5 separate regions of the Sus scrofa genome follow, and regions 2, 3, 4 and 5 are each linked to region 1. Evidence: chromatin contacts called from public HiChIP or PLAC-seq data. All regions are on one chromosome and are shown on one strand. The core of a region is the stretch at or near the end of the contact, and the rest is flanking DNA. Distances in the headings are between cores, read along the strand shown. Region 1 holds the start of TBC1D10B (TBC1 domain family member 10B). Region 2 holds the start of IL27 (interleukin 27). Region 3 holds the start of MAPK3 (mitogen-activated protein kinase 3). Region 4 holds the start of TBX6 (T-box transcription factor TBX6). Region 5 holds the start of C3H16orf92.

Evidence for each region. HiChIP or PLAC-seq counts read pairs in DNA pulled down with a chosen protein or histone mark.
Region 2: a contact with region 1 is called in an H3K27ac HiChIP or PLAC-seq map of alveolar macrophages. The contact joins the promoter of IL27 here to the promoter of TBC1D10B in region 1. A contact is called at or near these places in 1 of 5 promoter capture datasets (fetal liver) and 1 of 2 datasets of contacts at active chromatin or transcription factors (alveolar macrophages).
Region 3: an H3K27ac HiChIP or PLAC-seq map of alveolar macrophages shows a contact between it and region 1. The contact joins the promoter of MAPK3 here to the promoter of TBC1D10B in region 1. A contact is called at or near these places in 2 of 5 promoter capture datasets (fetal liver and fetal skeletal muscle) and 1 of 2 datasets of contacts at active chromatin or transcription factors (alveolar macrophages).
Region 4: an H3K27ac HiChIP or PLAC-seq map of alveolar macrophages shows a contact between it and region 1. The contact joins the promoter of TBX6 here to the promoter of TBC1D10B in region 1. A contact is called at or near these places in 2 of 5 promoter capture datasets (fetal liver and fetal skeletal muscle) and 1 of 2 datasets of contacts at active chromatin or transcription factors (alveolar macrophages).
Region 5: an H3K27ac HiChIP or PLAC-seq map of alveolar macrophages shows a contact between it and region 1. The contact joins the promoter of C3H16orf92 here to the promoter of TBC1D10B in region 1. A contact is called at or near these places in 2 of 5 promoter capture datasets (fetal skeletal muscle and liver) and 1 of 2 datasets of contacts at active chromatin or transcription factors (alveolar macrophages).

Annotation. Positions count from the first base shown.
Region 1 is chr3:17,943,566-17,946,248 of Sscrofa11.1, reverse strand. It overlaps TBC1D10B (TBC1 domain family member 10B), which reads right to left and starts at 1,338. Exons shown (of 10, transcript NM_001244423.1): 1 at 1,192-1,338; 2 at 336-1,189. The coding sequence starts at 1,302.
Region 2 is chr3:18,420,746-18,423,428 of Sscrofa11.1, reverse strand. IL27 (interleukin 27) reads right to left here and starts at 1,334. Exons shown (of 5, transcript NM_001007520.1): 1 at 1,304-1,334. The coding sequence starts at 1,334. It overlaps LOC110260087 (a long non-coding RNA gene), which reads left to right and starts at 1,427. Exons shown (of 3, transcript XR_002342911.1): 1 at 1,427-1,743.
Region 3 is chr3:18,298,042-18,300,724 of Sscrofa11.1, reverse strand. MAPK3 (mitogen-activated protein kinase 3) reads left to right here and starts at 1,315. Exons shown (of 9, transcript XM_021088019.1): 1 at 1,315-1,508; 2 at 2,549-2,683. The coding sequence starts at 1,336.
Region 4 is chr3:18,276,487-18,279,169 of Sscrofa11.1, reverse strand. TBX6 (T-box transcription factor TBX6) reads left to right here and starts at 1,306. Exons shown (of 8, transcript XM_021088015.1): 1 at 1,306-1,824; 2 at 2,509-2,683. The coding sequence starts at 1,794. It overlaps YPEL3 (protein yippee-like 3), which reads left to right. Exons shown (of 5, transcript XM_021088027.1): 5 at 682-1,171. The coding sequence ends at 771.
Region 5 is chr3:18,221,627-18,224,309 of Sscrofa11.1, reverse strand. It overlaps C3H16orf92, which reads right to left and starts at 1,387. Exons shown (of 2, transcript XM_021088372.1): 1 at 988-1,387; 2 at 782-873. The coding sequence starts at 1,387. The coding sequence ends at 782.

The DNA of each region.
Region 1 (2,683 bases), core at 89-2,588:
ACTTCACAAAAGAGGAAAGAGAGGCAGGGAAATGGGGGACGGTCCTAACTCGATGGCACACAACAAACCAAAGGCAAGGCTTGGGCTCAACCCTAGAACTCCTAACACCTGGTCTGAAACTAACAGGCTGGAGCCACAGAAACCGCAGGACGCTCTAGGCAAGATAGGGATTGCTAAGCATCTCATTCCCACTGATCACCCCCTGGAGCCTCAGAGGAGGATGGGGCTGCCAGAGAGTAGGCAAGGTGTATCATCCGAGTCCCTCCACCCCCACCACCTCCACCTCCACCTCCAAAAACCTCTGCTTCCCTGAGGCGGTCCCACCGGGTACTCACAGACTGCCTGAATACTGGCTGCCCCCAAGGAAGCCGTATTTGTCCGTCTTGCGCAAGGCCAGCCCATTTATCTCCGAGTCTGAGCCCATGGAGCTCACATCATCCGCCAAGGACTCCAAGGTCCCAGACATGAGGCTCACAGAGTCCAAGTAGCTCAGCGTGTCTGGGGCCTGCCCTCGAGGCCCAGAGATGCCAGGTCCCAGGCTGGACGTGGAGCCTAGATCCTGAGAGTTTTCAGTAGGCTCTGGAGCTGGGGTCACCATCACGACAGCTACCTGAGCCTCACATGTCCCTGGAGGGCCTGTGCCAGGCCCCGAGGGGTCCTCTGGAGCCTGTCCCGTTGATGCTGATGTTGCTGCTGCAGCTCCATGTCTACTTGTCACCTGTCCTGGTGTCACTGCTGCCACCCGTGCAGTCACTCCTGAGGCCACTGTGGTTCCCGGCTTGGGGGCAAGCGGGGGTTTGGCGGTCAGGGCCCCAGGAGCCGTTCTTGAAGGGGTCCTGGTGAGGGTCCCGGTGGGGGTACCTGGTCCAGGATCGGGTGAGGTTCTAGCCTCCTCCGTCTTCGGAGAGTCTGCCCCTGGGGCCAGAGCCGTGGACATCTCGGCTCCTGCCACAGCCTCGGGCTCCAAGGGCTCTGGGCCGGAGACCTGCGCCCTCGGGGCGTCGGGTGAGGCCTCCAGAGTCGGCACCACCGCCGTGCTGCCTGCGACCGTCGGAGCGGGGGCGGGAGCGGGAGCCGAGGCCGGAGCCGAGTCTGAGGTCTGGGTCGGATCCGGTACCCATGCGGGCTGCGCCTCCCCCGGGGCCACCAAGTTGACCGGGGCCGAAGTGGCCGTAGTCACCGGCGGCCCGGAGCTACCACCACGAAGGGCCCGGCCCGGGAGCCGCGGGGCGGCGGCGAGGGGGCCGCGGGGGCGCCATGACGGCGCGGTGGGGCCACCAGGGGCGCCGGGCCCGTCTCCATGACCGCAGGCCGCCCCTCACATCCCCCCGCCGGGGCGGCCGCAAAAGGCGCCGCCCCTCAGGCCGCTCCGCGCCGCCCGCCAAGGAAGGGGAGAGGGCGAAGGGCGCGGCCCGGCGCGCTCCGGGGTCGGGGGCAGCGCGCGGGCGGCAGCCCAGCGCACGGAGGCGGGGCAGGGGTCCGGGGGCGCCAGGCGGCGGGGTCTCACTCGCGCTCTCTCAGCCCTCTCGCTCTCTCGCTGCCGCCCCCCCTCCCGCTTCGGGCAAGCGGCCGACCTCGCGCCTGCGCACACGCCCGGGTGCCGGCCAAGCGGCCAGCGTTTCGACGTTCCACGCCTGCGCGCGGGCGGTCCCATCGCGCTCCTTTTCTCTACCGCCTTAGTCAAAGCGCTTGGACGAATAATAGGAGAGAGGGAACTGGGTTTCTGCCAATCGTTGGAGGGTGGGTGGGGCTGGAGGTGGGAAGGGGGTGGGTAATTTGGGAAGAGGAAATGGAGAAGGCAGAGGGCTATAAAACCAATGAGAGGACGAGTGAAGGCAGCGGGAGGCAGGATGAAGGGAGTAACTAATAAGAAAGCGGGAAGCCGAACCTCTTGGCCAATTAAAGCCTCTGGAGAGTGAATGACTGGGGGAGGAGGCGGGTGCTGTGCAAAAAGAGGCGGGCCTGGCTAATAGGAATGGTTAAAAAGGGAGCCAATGAAAAGAAGCAGGCGGAGGTCAACTTGACAGACAGCGATATCTATTTAGGCGGCGCCAGACGGCATCCGCAGTCAGTAGGAGCTGAGATATTCTTTAGGTCTCCCAAGAAGGTCAGGAAGGAATGACAGCTGGAAGGGGCGGGCCACAGTTGCGATTAATTCGCTACATCAGCCAATGAATGCGTCCTCTCACTTTAGCAACAGGGGAGGAAGATAGACGGCTGTCTCACCCAATGGCAGCTTCCAAAGAGAAGGCGTGCTGCCAGCAGGCGGTGCCGGGCCGGAGATATCGGTGACAATCGGAGACTAGCGCGGGAGGGGGGTGACAGCTGGGGACAGCGCAGACAGAGGGCGGGGGCTAGGGGCTTTGGTACAACCCCTAGACAATAAGAGCGCCAGGCTGCTCTGCCTGAGTCGACTCTTGGGCCCCATTCTCCGAGCCCACTACAGATCCGTGCCCTGATCAAGTACTCTTGACCTTCACTCCGTCTCTAATTGTCATCTCAGCCCGCAAGAAACCGCAACGCTACAAGCCCAGGCGGCTATAACCAGAGCCCCAAAATCCTATAAGCGACTCATCTCTCTGCATCCGCCATTTCCTACGGGAATCCCAACCCCCAAGTCCCTCACCTCAGCTCCATCTATCTGAGCTCCTCCCCAGAATCCGGGGCCGCCGTGAGTGCTGCC
Region 2 (2,683 bases), core at 85-2,584, 480 kb before region 1:
CCCTCTCCCCGTGCCTCAGTTTCCCATCTGTAAAATGGGGGAGTCAGATTAGCTGATTCCTGAAAGCGCTTCCTGCCCTGTCTTTCCTGGAAAGAGGGAAGAGAGGCAGTGTGGCTCTGGGAAGAGGGCCGTGTTTCTCTTTCAGGGAGAGGAAATCTAGCAATCACGGGGGGTTATGCAATTCTCCATGAAACACAAACCAAAACCAGCCCCGAAGTTCAAGTCTATTCCTGCTCACCCTCCTCTCCATGCCTCTAACCCTATGGCTTCTTGATCTCTCGCCCCGGGCTCTGCTGGAAATGACCCCTCCATAGACACTACGGGGAGCTTCTGGATGCTTCCAGCTCCCCGCCCCGCTCCATGGGCTACCAGACGTGGTGGGCCGTGTGTGCCACGGCTAGCATTCGGGTTCCCTGACTTGGGACCACTCTGGCACCCTGGAGACCGAAAGCAGTGTGGGGTTCTCCCTAGCTGTATGGGTGGGTACTGCCCTCCCCCTCCCCACCCTGCCCCCTACCCTGGGGGACGGTGTTCCCACCTCGAACCGAGCTGTACCATTTCCCTGCTTCCTGCCTGGGCTGTGGAGCCCCCGGACCCTTCTCTTGGCTTCTCTTTCCACCTCTGCAGGCAAGCCTGGGTCTTGCGCTCTGGACTTGGAAGGTTCCATCTCCACCCTCCAGCCCTCGGTCCCTACTCAGCCCCCTGCCATCCGCTCCTCCGCCCATAGCTCTGGTTCCAGCCTCTGAGCCCTTCAGTCACCAACCCCAGACTGGACCTCCTTCGAAGCTCCAAACTCCAGACTCTTGCCCCAGTTAAGCTCCTGACTCCTTGCCCCCAATGTCACCCCCTCGGGCCAGCTCCGCCTGCCCTGCTGTTCTTCCTCTGGCCGCCCTGTCTTCAGCCAAGTGGACTGGCCCCTGCTCATTCACTCCAAGGAAACTCCTCATTTATCTGCCTGGTCCCCACCCTGGTCACAGCACCTGCCCCAGCTCTCCCCATTCACACCCATCCAGTCTTCCCATTCTCAGCCCAGCCCTCACCAAACCTCCAGCCTTCTGCCCCTGACCCCCCATGCATGCCAGCCACCCCACCTTATCCTCTCCCCAGCCCTGGCCTAGCAATTACCCCCCTGCCCCAGCCCCTCTTCCCCATTTATGTCTGACTCTATCCCATTCTCCCGTCAGCTGGGTCCCGTATCTTTCAGCCCTTGGCCCTGAGCCACAGAAGTCAAAGTCACCCACCCTCTGCCCAGGCTCCGCCAAGTCCCCCATCCCTCTACCCCCAGCCCTAGCCTCCAACTCACGCCAGCCAAGGTCGTCTGCCATCTGGCCCATGGCGGGGCCCAGCCTCTTTGGCCAGCCATCTCCCGGGCAGGGGGAATCTTATACTGGGGGCTGCGCCCAGTTTCACTTTCCGTGCTGCTTGTACTTTCGGCTTTGTGTTCACTCAGTCTTCCCTCCTCGCCACCCCTCGCTAAAATGGGGAAATGTAATTTCCCTTCCCAGAGAGGGTGGGAGGTGCAGTGGGGGAGGCGGGAAGCTGGGGTTTCGATCCATCCCAGCTTCTGACCCCCGCTGGGCTCCCAGGCCCAGCCCTCCCCTCACTTCCCCACTCTCGGGTGTGCCACCCCACACTGCGTGCTGGTAGGTCCCAGAGACTCGAACCCCCTCCCGTTTCTCTGCTTTGTCATTGTCATCCTAGCGCCATCACCAGCTCACTGTCCTGCAAAAGATGGATGGCCAGGTAAGGGGATTGCCCATCCGAAGGGACTGGGGGTTTTGAGTCATCCTTACTCTTTTATGGTTTACCAGATGGCTGAGGGAGGGAATGCCAGGGAAGTCAGGGCTTGGTGGGTGGCTGGGAGGGGGGCTTTGTCTGGGTCCGGACAGAGACAGGGTTTGATCTATAGCAGCCAGGGTCAGGGATGAGAACAGGTGCATTCAGGGTCATGCTCAGCCTTCAGCCAGAGTCAGATCCAGGATTACTGCTCAGTCTATAACTAGGATCAGGACTTGGTCGAGGGCTGGACTCCTCAGAGGTTTGTCTGAGCCAACATCCTGGCTCTGCTTATATTTGGGGTCAGAGCTATCAGTGGTTAGGCTCTGTTCAGACAGAGCACAGACCTCAGTCTGCGGCCAAGCTTTCTTTTTCTTTTTTCGTTTGTGTGTGTGTGTGTGTGTGTGTGTGTCTTGTTAGGGCCGCACCCGCGACACATGGAAGTTCCCAGGCTAGGGGTCAAATTGGAGCTACAGCTGCCGGCCTACACCACAGCCGCAGCAATGTCAGATCTGAGCTGCGTCTGAGACCTACACTGCAGCTCACGGCAATGCCGGATCCTCAACCCACTGAATGAGGCCAGGGATGGAACCCGCATCCTCAAGGCTACTAGTTGGGTTCGTTCCCACTTGAGCCACCACAGGAACTCCTGTGGCCAAGGTTTCAATTGAGCCTGTGACTCAGGTCAGGGCTCCGGCTTGGACTGGGATAAGAGCCAATGACCAGGGTCAGGGCTCAGCTTGTGGCCAAGTTGGGGTTCTGTGAGATCAGGATCAGGGCTCAGCCAGGTCCCAGAATTGTCCTGGTGCTTCTGTTCTGTAGACAGCGGTCAGGGGCCAGGCTACCGCTCTCCCTTCCAGCATAGCCCCACCCTCAGCCCCACCCTGGATTTCCCATCTTTAGGGAG
Region 3 (2,683 bases), core at 66-2,565, 350 kb before region 1:
TTTTTTTTTTTTGAGTGTCTGAGGGTCGAGGATTCAGCCATGAACAAGAAAGACATGGCCCCTGCCTACCCAGTTAAGAAAGGCAGATGAGAAGTTCCCGTCGTGTCACAGTGGTTAACAAATCTGACCAGAGCCATGAGGTTGTGGGTTCGATCCCTGGCCTTGCTCAGTGGGTTAAGGATCCAGTGTTGCCCTGAGCTGTGGTGTAGGTCACAGACACGGCTCAGATCTGGCGTGTCTGTGGCTGTGGTGTAGGCCGGCAGCTGTAGCTCCAATTGGACCCCTAGCCTGGGAACCTCTATATGCCGTGGGTGTGGCCCTGAAAAGCAAAAAGAAAAAAAAGAAAGAAAAGCAGTTGACGTTTATATTGTGGGATTGTTCTAATGAAGCGACTAGAGTGGGCCAAGTATTAAGTATATGTTCAAGTCTCATACAGAATCAAAATATGATGATCTTAACAGGATTCCAATTTTTGCCAAATCCAATGACAGAAAAAAAGTTACCCGTCTTGCTATATTTGGGCAAAGCCTGATCGTGTCAACCTTGCATGCAGCTCTCTGGACTCTCCCCCCCTTTCCCTGTAAAGGAAGCATGGGATCATCAATGATATGATCCTGGGGATACCAGTACCGCCTGGGTGCTGAGGCCAGGTCCCTAGCCCACTCTGGCAGGCCTCCAGTCAAAAGCCATTAGGCTGGGAGTCCGGACACCTGGGCTTTCCAGATCTCAAGTTGTCTGCGCGATTCCAAAGGACCTTGCGCTGCTCAGCCTTCAGTTTCCTCATTTGTGAAAGGCAGGCTACCTCTAGGAGAAAGCCATCTCCCACCGCTTTTGTGAAATATGCATGGGATCACTTAGCATCGGGCCGGGCTCAGGGAGGCCAAACGCCAGAGGGCTGGTGAGGGTCCCCTAAGGTTCCATCTGGAGCCGGACCACTCAGCCGGGCTGAGTGGGGCTGGCAAAAGCAGCGGGGACCAGGCGGCCCAGTCTTGGCCCCTCATCCCAGCCCTTGTTTGGTGGCTCTGGGTGAGGTCACTGGGGCGGCCCTACTGGCTGTTCTGCATTGGAGGGGGGGAGTGGGGTTCTGGACCGTCTCAGACGGCCCTGGGGAGCTTCTAGATTGACCGAGTAGACGGAGCCCACAAGTGCCAGGGACCATGGCATCCGTGCCCAGAAAGCTGGGCGCCGCTGCGGGGGGGTGGGGGTCACGTGACGGGCGCGGGGGCGGGCGGGGGCGGGGTCTGGCGCGCGCGCGGCTCCGCGGGTGACAGGGCGGGCGGGAAGGGGCGGGGCCGCCGGGGGGGGAGGCGGGCGGGCGGGAGGGGAGGAGTGGAGATGGCGGCGGCGGCGGCGGCTCAGGGGGGCGGGGGCGGGGAGCCCCGGGGAGCCGATGGGGTCGGCCCTGGGGTCCCGGGGGAAGTGGAGATAGTAAAGGGGCAGCCGTTCGACGTGGGCCCGCGCTACACGCAGCTGCAATACATCGGCGAGGGCGCGTACGGCATGGTCAGGTGAGGGGCGTTCCAGGGGAGGGGGCGTCTTAGAGGAGGGCGATCCCAGGGAGGGGTGCTGAGAGCTCTCTAAGGCCTTGGGGTCTCTGAGCATCGTGAAGCCGCAGGGGCTTCGGGAGGCTGGAGAGCGCCCCAGGGAGAGGGCCTTGGAGTGCTTTCTGGGGGAGGGGGCGCTGCCTACGATCTAAGAAGAGGGGGGCTTGGGGGGTTTTGAGGGGAACCTTCTCTAATGAAGGGAAGGGCCTCTAGGTGGGGGAGCTGTGGGGACCTTGGGCAGTCTATAGCCACAGGGCGAAGAGAAGAGAATAAGTCTTCTGGGGGAGGTCATATCCTTGGTGAAAACGGCAGGAAGGACCCTTCCCAGGGAAAGGGCGCCTGGGATCTGCCCCCCGGGAGTCGAATCTAGGAGTTTGGGAGAGAAGAGCAGAGCTCAGGGCTGGACAGGGTGGGGCAGGGCTTTGGGCCTGGGGCCAGGGACCCAGTGAGCAATGAGGGGGTCCCGGAGTGCCTTCTTGCAACTTTCAGGAGGGCTCTGTGAGTTCTCCCAGCCCCACTGGGGGCCCTGGGCCTTTGTTCATCAGGGATTAGCTCTGCTGCCCGGGAACCTCCCCCTGACACCCGCCCCTGCTGCATCCCTTCTCTCCCATCCCTCCTTCTTCCTGGATTCGCCTCCCTGTATGTCCCTCACACCTCCCGCCCCTGGCCCTGTCTTGGGTAGAGGGAGCCCATCCGGGGAAGGGGAGGATGAGGGGTGAGGGCCACTAGAATGGAAAGGGTTGAGGAGAAGGGAAGTCAGCGATCGGTCAGTCCCTTCCTCTGTTTGTGAAGTCACTGAAGGGCTGCCTGGCTGGTCCCCAGCTTTCTCCCTGGAGATCCCAGGCCTTCACAGCAGGAAGGAACCAGCATTGTTTATGACTGGCTCTGGCCAGTCTCTCCTGCTCCCTCCCCTCCCTGCCAAGGCCTGGGTGGGGCCCGCCGCCGGGCCTGGACTCCCCCCGCTTGGTAAGGCCACACCACCAACATCTCTCCGGCCCTCTCAGCTCAGCTTACGACCATGTGCGCAAGACTCGAGTGGCCATCAAGAAAATCAGCCCTTTTGAGCATCAGACCTACTGCCAGCGGACCTTGCGAGAGATCCAGATCTTGCTACGCTTCCGCCACGAGAACGTCATTGG
Region 4 (2,683 bases), core at 57-2,556, 330 kb before region 1:
GGGATCAGATTAGATGCAGCAAAAGAAGATGCTGCTGGAAAACCGCAAAGGACAAGAGTGGGGCCTCTGTGAGACAGATGCTCCAGGCAGAGACAGAACCCTGACCTGAGTTCACCCCTGGCCCTGCCACAAATGTGCTCTGGTTTGGCCTCTGAACCTCTGTAAAATAAAGAGATGGCCTCATCCAGACATCAGAAACTCAGCTGCTTGCAGGGCCAAGCAGATACTATTGATCTGCAAAAAAGGGCAGCATAGATCTGGAGAGGAGGGGGGCAGTCTGGCAAACTGGAGCGAGCACAGCCTGCCCCATATTTTAGTATTCTAAAGTTCTTTATATTAAACTCTCTGTTGGCCAAACCAAACATAGGTATAGGCCCCAAATGGCCCTCAAGCTACCAGTTTGTAATCCCTGGATCTTTTGGAAACTTCCATATCCTTTCTGTTGGAGCCAACATTAGTAATTAAAAAGTAGCTGTGATTCAGAGAGTTCTGTCTGTCCGCTGTCAGTGGGAAGCCCAGCCCTGCCCTTTACCAGTTCTGTGTCTATGGGCAGGTGGTTGGGCTTCTCTGGGTCACAGTTTCCTCCTACGTTAAACAGGGCCAAATCATATCCATTCCCCAACCCCTGCTCCTTTTGGTAGGCCCTAGCTCCAAGCATGACAGCCTCTCCCCTCCTTTCAGGAACAGGCCTTCGAGAGCAGCCAGAAGTACAAAGAGGGGAAGTACATCATTGAACTCAACCACATGATCAAAGACAATGGCTGGGACTGACCCTGGCTCCTGACGCCTGTGGCTCCAGCCCGGCCTGGCCGCCAGGGGGCGCCACGGGCTTGCCTCCATCCGAAGGGAGCTCTGGACCTCAGGGCCCCTGCCGAGGAAGGATCCTGTACATATATTTTATTGCATGCACTGTGACCTTGGTGGGAGATCAGAAGGTGGACAAGGTGGACGACACCCCCGCACCTCCCTGCGATCTGGCTGGCTTGGATCTCGTTTTTAACCCCTTCCTGCCCTGCCTGCCCTATAGACATGGCCTGTGTGCTGCTCTCTTGGCCCCAGTGCGCCATCTGCCCTGTGAACTTCTCCTCCCACCGGGCCCCTCTTACCCCACGCGTGTCTGCTCCCCTTGTTCTGTAGCGTTTGTACATAATAAAACAATGAAGTGGAGACAGCCCAGGCTCACGTGGAATCCGGGAAGGGGGGACTCAAATGCAGACTCCTGTCTCTACAGACCCATTTCCTTCTGGATCCCGGGTGGGGTAGGCACGGCGGTCAAAGCTGAGAACCTTTGCACCTGGGGCTCAGCTATCTTGGCACCCAGGAAGGACCTCACTGCCGGTGGAGATTCCCCGAGCCCACTCTAGCTCGTGAGGCATTGACCTCAGCTGATCTGCATCTTCTCAGCCTAAGAGTTCAGACGCCGCCTAGGGGCTGCTCTCCCGGGAGGCAACGGCGCCGCCGGTTTCACCGCCCTCCTCGTCTCAACTACAACTTCCAGCGGCCACAGCGGCATCTGCCTGTCTCCTTCGCGCGGAACCCAGGCGCTAGGCCTGCTGGGAAGTGTAGTTCCGTGGACTCCCCAGCGCGGGACCTTCTGGGAAACCCAGGTGCTAGCCGTCAAGAGACCGTCGAGCTGCGGGCGTCTCTTAAACTTCTGAGACTCGGCCGAGGGTGGAGGGTTTTCGGAATGGGAACCAAGAAGGACGCCAGGGTTCAGGCCTCAGCTGCGGACTCCTCGAATTCCCCAGTGAGCTCAGGCCGCGTCCCTCCAGCCCTGCTCCTTCCCTCCAGTCATGCTTCGTTCCTCCACATCTCACCCTCCAGGTGAAGGGTGGAGGGGTCACCTGCCAAAAAAGTCTGGGGCGCCAAGGTCTGTGCCAGGACTCCGAGCTCCATCCCTGGGCCCAGGCCCCGCCTCTCAGTAGCTTATCCCTAGCCGGGGCTCCCCCCGTGGGAACGGGGACCAGCTGGCCGGAAGCGCCAAACTGCGTCCCTGTCGAGCCCCGGGGATCAATCAGGCCGAGGAGTTAATTATGTAATGAGGGGGCAGGGGGTCGGGGCTAATGAAGCCTAGGGGGGTGGGGAGGGGAGAAAGGGAGGATACCCAGGTATCCGGCCCCCTCTTGGACCCCTTCCAGGCCCCAGGGGTCTCCACCCCAGCCCAACTCCAGGGCCCCAAAGAGGGGAGGGGCTGTGATCCTGGGTTTGGAAGGGGCTGAGCTGTGAGCTATAAAGCGGGCATCTCTCAGCACCGGGGCACTCTAGGCAGCGTGACCTGAGGCCAGACAGGACTACTCCATGTACCATCCACGGGAGCTGTACCCCTCCCTGGGGCCCAGCTACCGCCTTGGGCCCCCCCAGCCCGGGGCAGATTCCAGCTTCCCGCCTGCCCTGGCAGAGAGCTATCGCTACCCGGGTGAGCATGAGCGGTGGGAGCAGTTCCTGGGCAGGAATTGGGGTGGGGGGCTGTGGCCCTCGGCTGGCTCCTCATTCTCTTCCCATCTCCAGATCTGGACCCTCCCAAACTGGATTGCTTCCTCTCTGGGATTGAAGCTGCTCCCCGCCCTCTGGCTGCGCCCCCACCTCTACCCCCACTGCCCCCAGCCCTGGGCACCGAGCCACCCCCTCCAGCCCCAGAAGCCCTTCATTCTCTCCCTGGAGTCAGCCTGAGCCTGGAGAACCG
Region 5 (2,683 bases), core at 138-2,637, 280 kb before region 1:
AGAATCATGGGGGAGGCCCTGCTGCCAAGGCCATCCCAGCCCCCCTGCTGCAAACTCCTCTCAGCTCCCTGTCATCTAGGAGGTGTGGGGGGACACCCTATCTAAAGCCTGTGGCTGTCCCCACAGCTCCTCTCCAGGGGAGGCCAGCCTGAGGAATCTTATTTATTTTATTTATTCATCCAAATTCAAACTCATTTGTCGGGGTGGGGGAGGGAGGTGGCTGCTACCGCCCCCCCAGCCTTCCCAGTGCTGAGCAACCCTGCGGGCAGGCGGGAGGGGTGCCTGGTCCCTTCCCCGGTTTAGGCTGCACATCTTGCCCTCGGGCCCTGGCATGTCCCTGGTGCTACAGACCTCTCTAGGCTTCCTCCATTCTGGGGTCGGGGGACCCTGAGAGGTGCTTTACAGACCGCTAATAAAGTCGATCCGCGTGAACGCCACCAAGGCCCTGGTCACCCAGTTCTTTGGGCTGGAAAGGGAGGGGTGCCTGGGGATAGAAAGCCTGATGACCACAGGACCGGGCAGGACCCCCTGGCTGGTCACTGAGCAGTCAGGCAGAAAGAAGCAAGGACTTTTATTCATCTGCAGGAGAGGAGGGCCAGTGAGGGCACTCAGGGCAGAGTCCGGGGCCCTCGTCCAGCTTTTTAGGCCCCTTTGTGGCAGCTCCTATGGGGTGTGGAGATCAGAGATGGGAGGTCACGCAGCCCCCCACCCCCAAACCCTGGGATTTTGGGTCCTCTGGCCTCTTCCCAAGGAAGGCAGAGGTGGTGGGAGGGGGCAGGCCTTACATGTGTGTGCAGAACTGGAAAAGCAGGAAGAAGAAGGCCGCCACCAGAGCACCCACCAGAATATGATGGAAGAAACTGGAGTCAGAACCTGCTAGACAGGGGGAGACAGGGGCCCCCGGACTGACCTCCGATGGAAAGGCCAAAGGCAGCGGTCCTCCAGGCCCTGGCGAGGAGGGCAGCCCCTTCTTAAGCTGGTTCATACCTGAGTTAACAAAGATGACAGGTCTCTCGCCAATGAACTGGGCCACGGCCAGGAGCCTGGCTTGGTCCGAGTCTGGGTAATCAAAGAAATCAGGTCTGTCTAGGAAGAACGGAGACTCTGCTCTCTGGGCCAAGGCCTTGACCTTTTCCGGGCTGGGCGCTGGGGACCCAGAGCAAAGTCTATGAAAGAGCCAAGTGGACCCCTGTCCCCCACCCAAGAGGCTGAGGCAGACCCAGGGCCCTGTCAGGTCACATGGCCTTAGTGCAGCTGTGGAGGGGCTTGATTTTATTCTAGGAACTTCTTGAGGGTCAGCTAAGCTCTCCTGGAGGAGGCCCACACTGGGCAGGGAGGATGGGAGAGAAGCGTGGCGAACAAAGGCCGGGCCTGGCCTCCCAGCCTCTCAGGGGCCCTGACCCCCTCCCCCCCACCTTAGCCTTCCTCCTGCCCACTGTTCCCAGGGCACCATCCCACCTGGTGCTACGGTCCCCAGCCCAACCAGCCACATCCACACCCACACCCACTGCCATGGCCTCATCACCCCTCCACTCCTGTGATGGCTGAGGGCTCTGTGATGTCACAGCCCAGAGCCATTCTGATCACACAGCCTGGGGTGAGGGGAGAGAGAAAGTGCTGGGATCTGGGACCCTCCCCCCCAAGCCCCGGAATCAGAGGAGAAGAGAGGTTGGGACCCACAGAGCCTTTGGGTTGATGCTGATGATAGAACAGTAGGAGCCCCAGGATTTACAAATAGGAACTCAGTGGGGCATTCGTGATGAAAGCCAGGAAATCTATATTTGTCTAGCAGGCCCTGTAGATTTGATGGTGGTAGTCGGGGCTAGGGAACAGGGCTAAACATTTCCGGTTACCCCTTGGATTGACCACAGGTAGCATTTCTTGAGCATGTGCTACTATGCCAAGTACTTTACATGGACTGATTCATTTAAACGTCGTAAAATCCCGTGAGGTAGGTACTACTGACCTCATCTTACAGAAAAGGGGACCAAGGCACAGAGGGGCAGTGATGTGGGCCACACACATCTCCCAAGGGTGTGTCTTTTCTTCCCTGAGGTTCCCTCTTGCCTTGTGTCCCCAAATGCAGGGGCAGGGGTCTACCCCATCCCCCAAACCCAGTCTTAGGGCTCAGCTGAAGGACAACCTTGGGGTTAGAACCAGCGAAATAACAGGCATTTCCACTAGGTGGCAGCAGTGCCGCCTGCCTGCCATTCCCATGTTCTAGCCCAAGGAAGGCACAGCTCCCCGACTCCAGGTCCTCCCGCCTCTTCCCACAGGTTGTATCAGGCGCTGCAGGAAAAGGTATCGCTGGGGTGAATGGCCAGCAGGGGGTTGTCAGAGGAAGTCCCCGGCCCATCTCAGGGCAGGTCCCTTGGTCATGCACAGAGCCTTCACAGGCTCCCCTCTCTTCCCTAAGGGCCATCCCATTTCCTCTTTCTAGTTTCTGCTTTTCCCTTGCCACTTCTCTCAACAGCCACTTTCATTCCTATGGCTCAGTGGCTGAGTTAGCTCCCCTCTGATTGGCAGGCAGGCCTGTCTGTCCCACATGAGTCACGCCTCCCCCAAGCCCAAGGACACTTCAGGGTCTCCTGGGTTTCACTACACAGATGCCTGTTCAGCAGCCCCAGTTCAGTGGTGTGCCCCACACCAGGCAGGTGTCTGTGGCATGCGTGCGTGTGAGGTC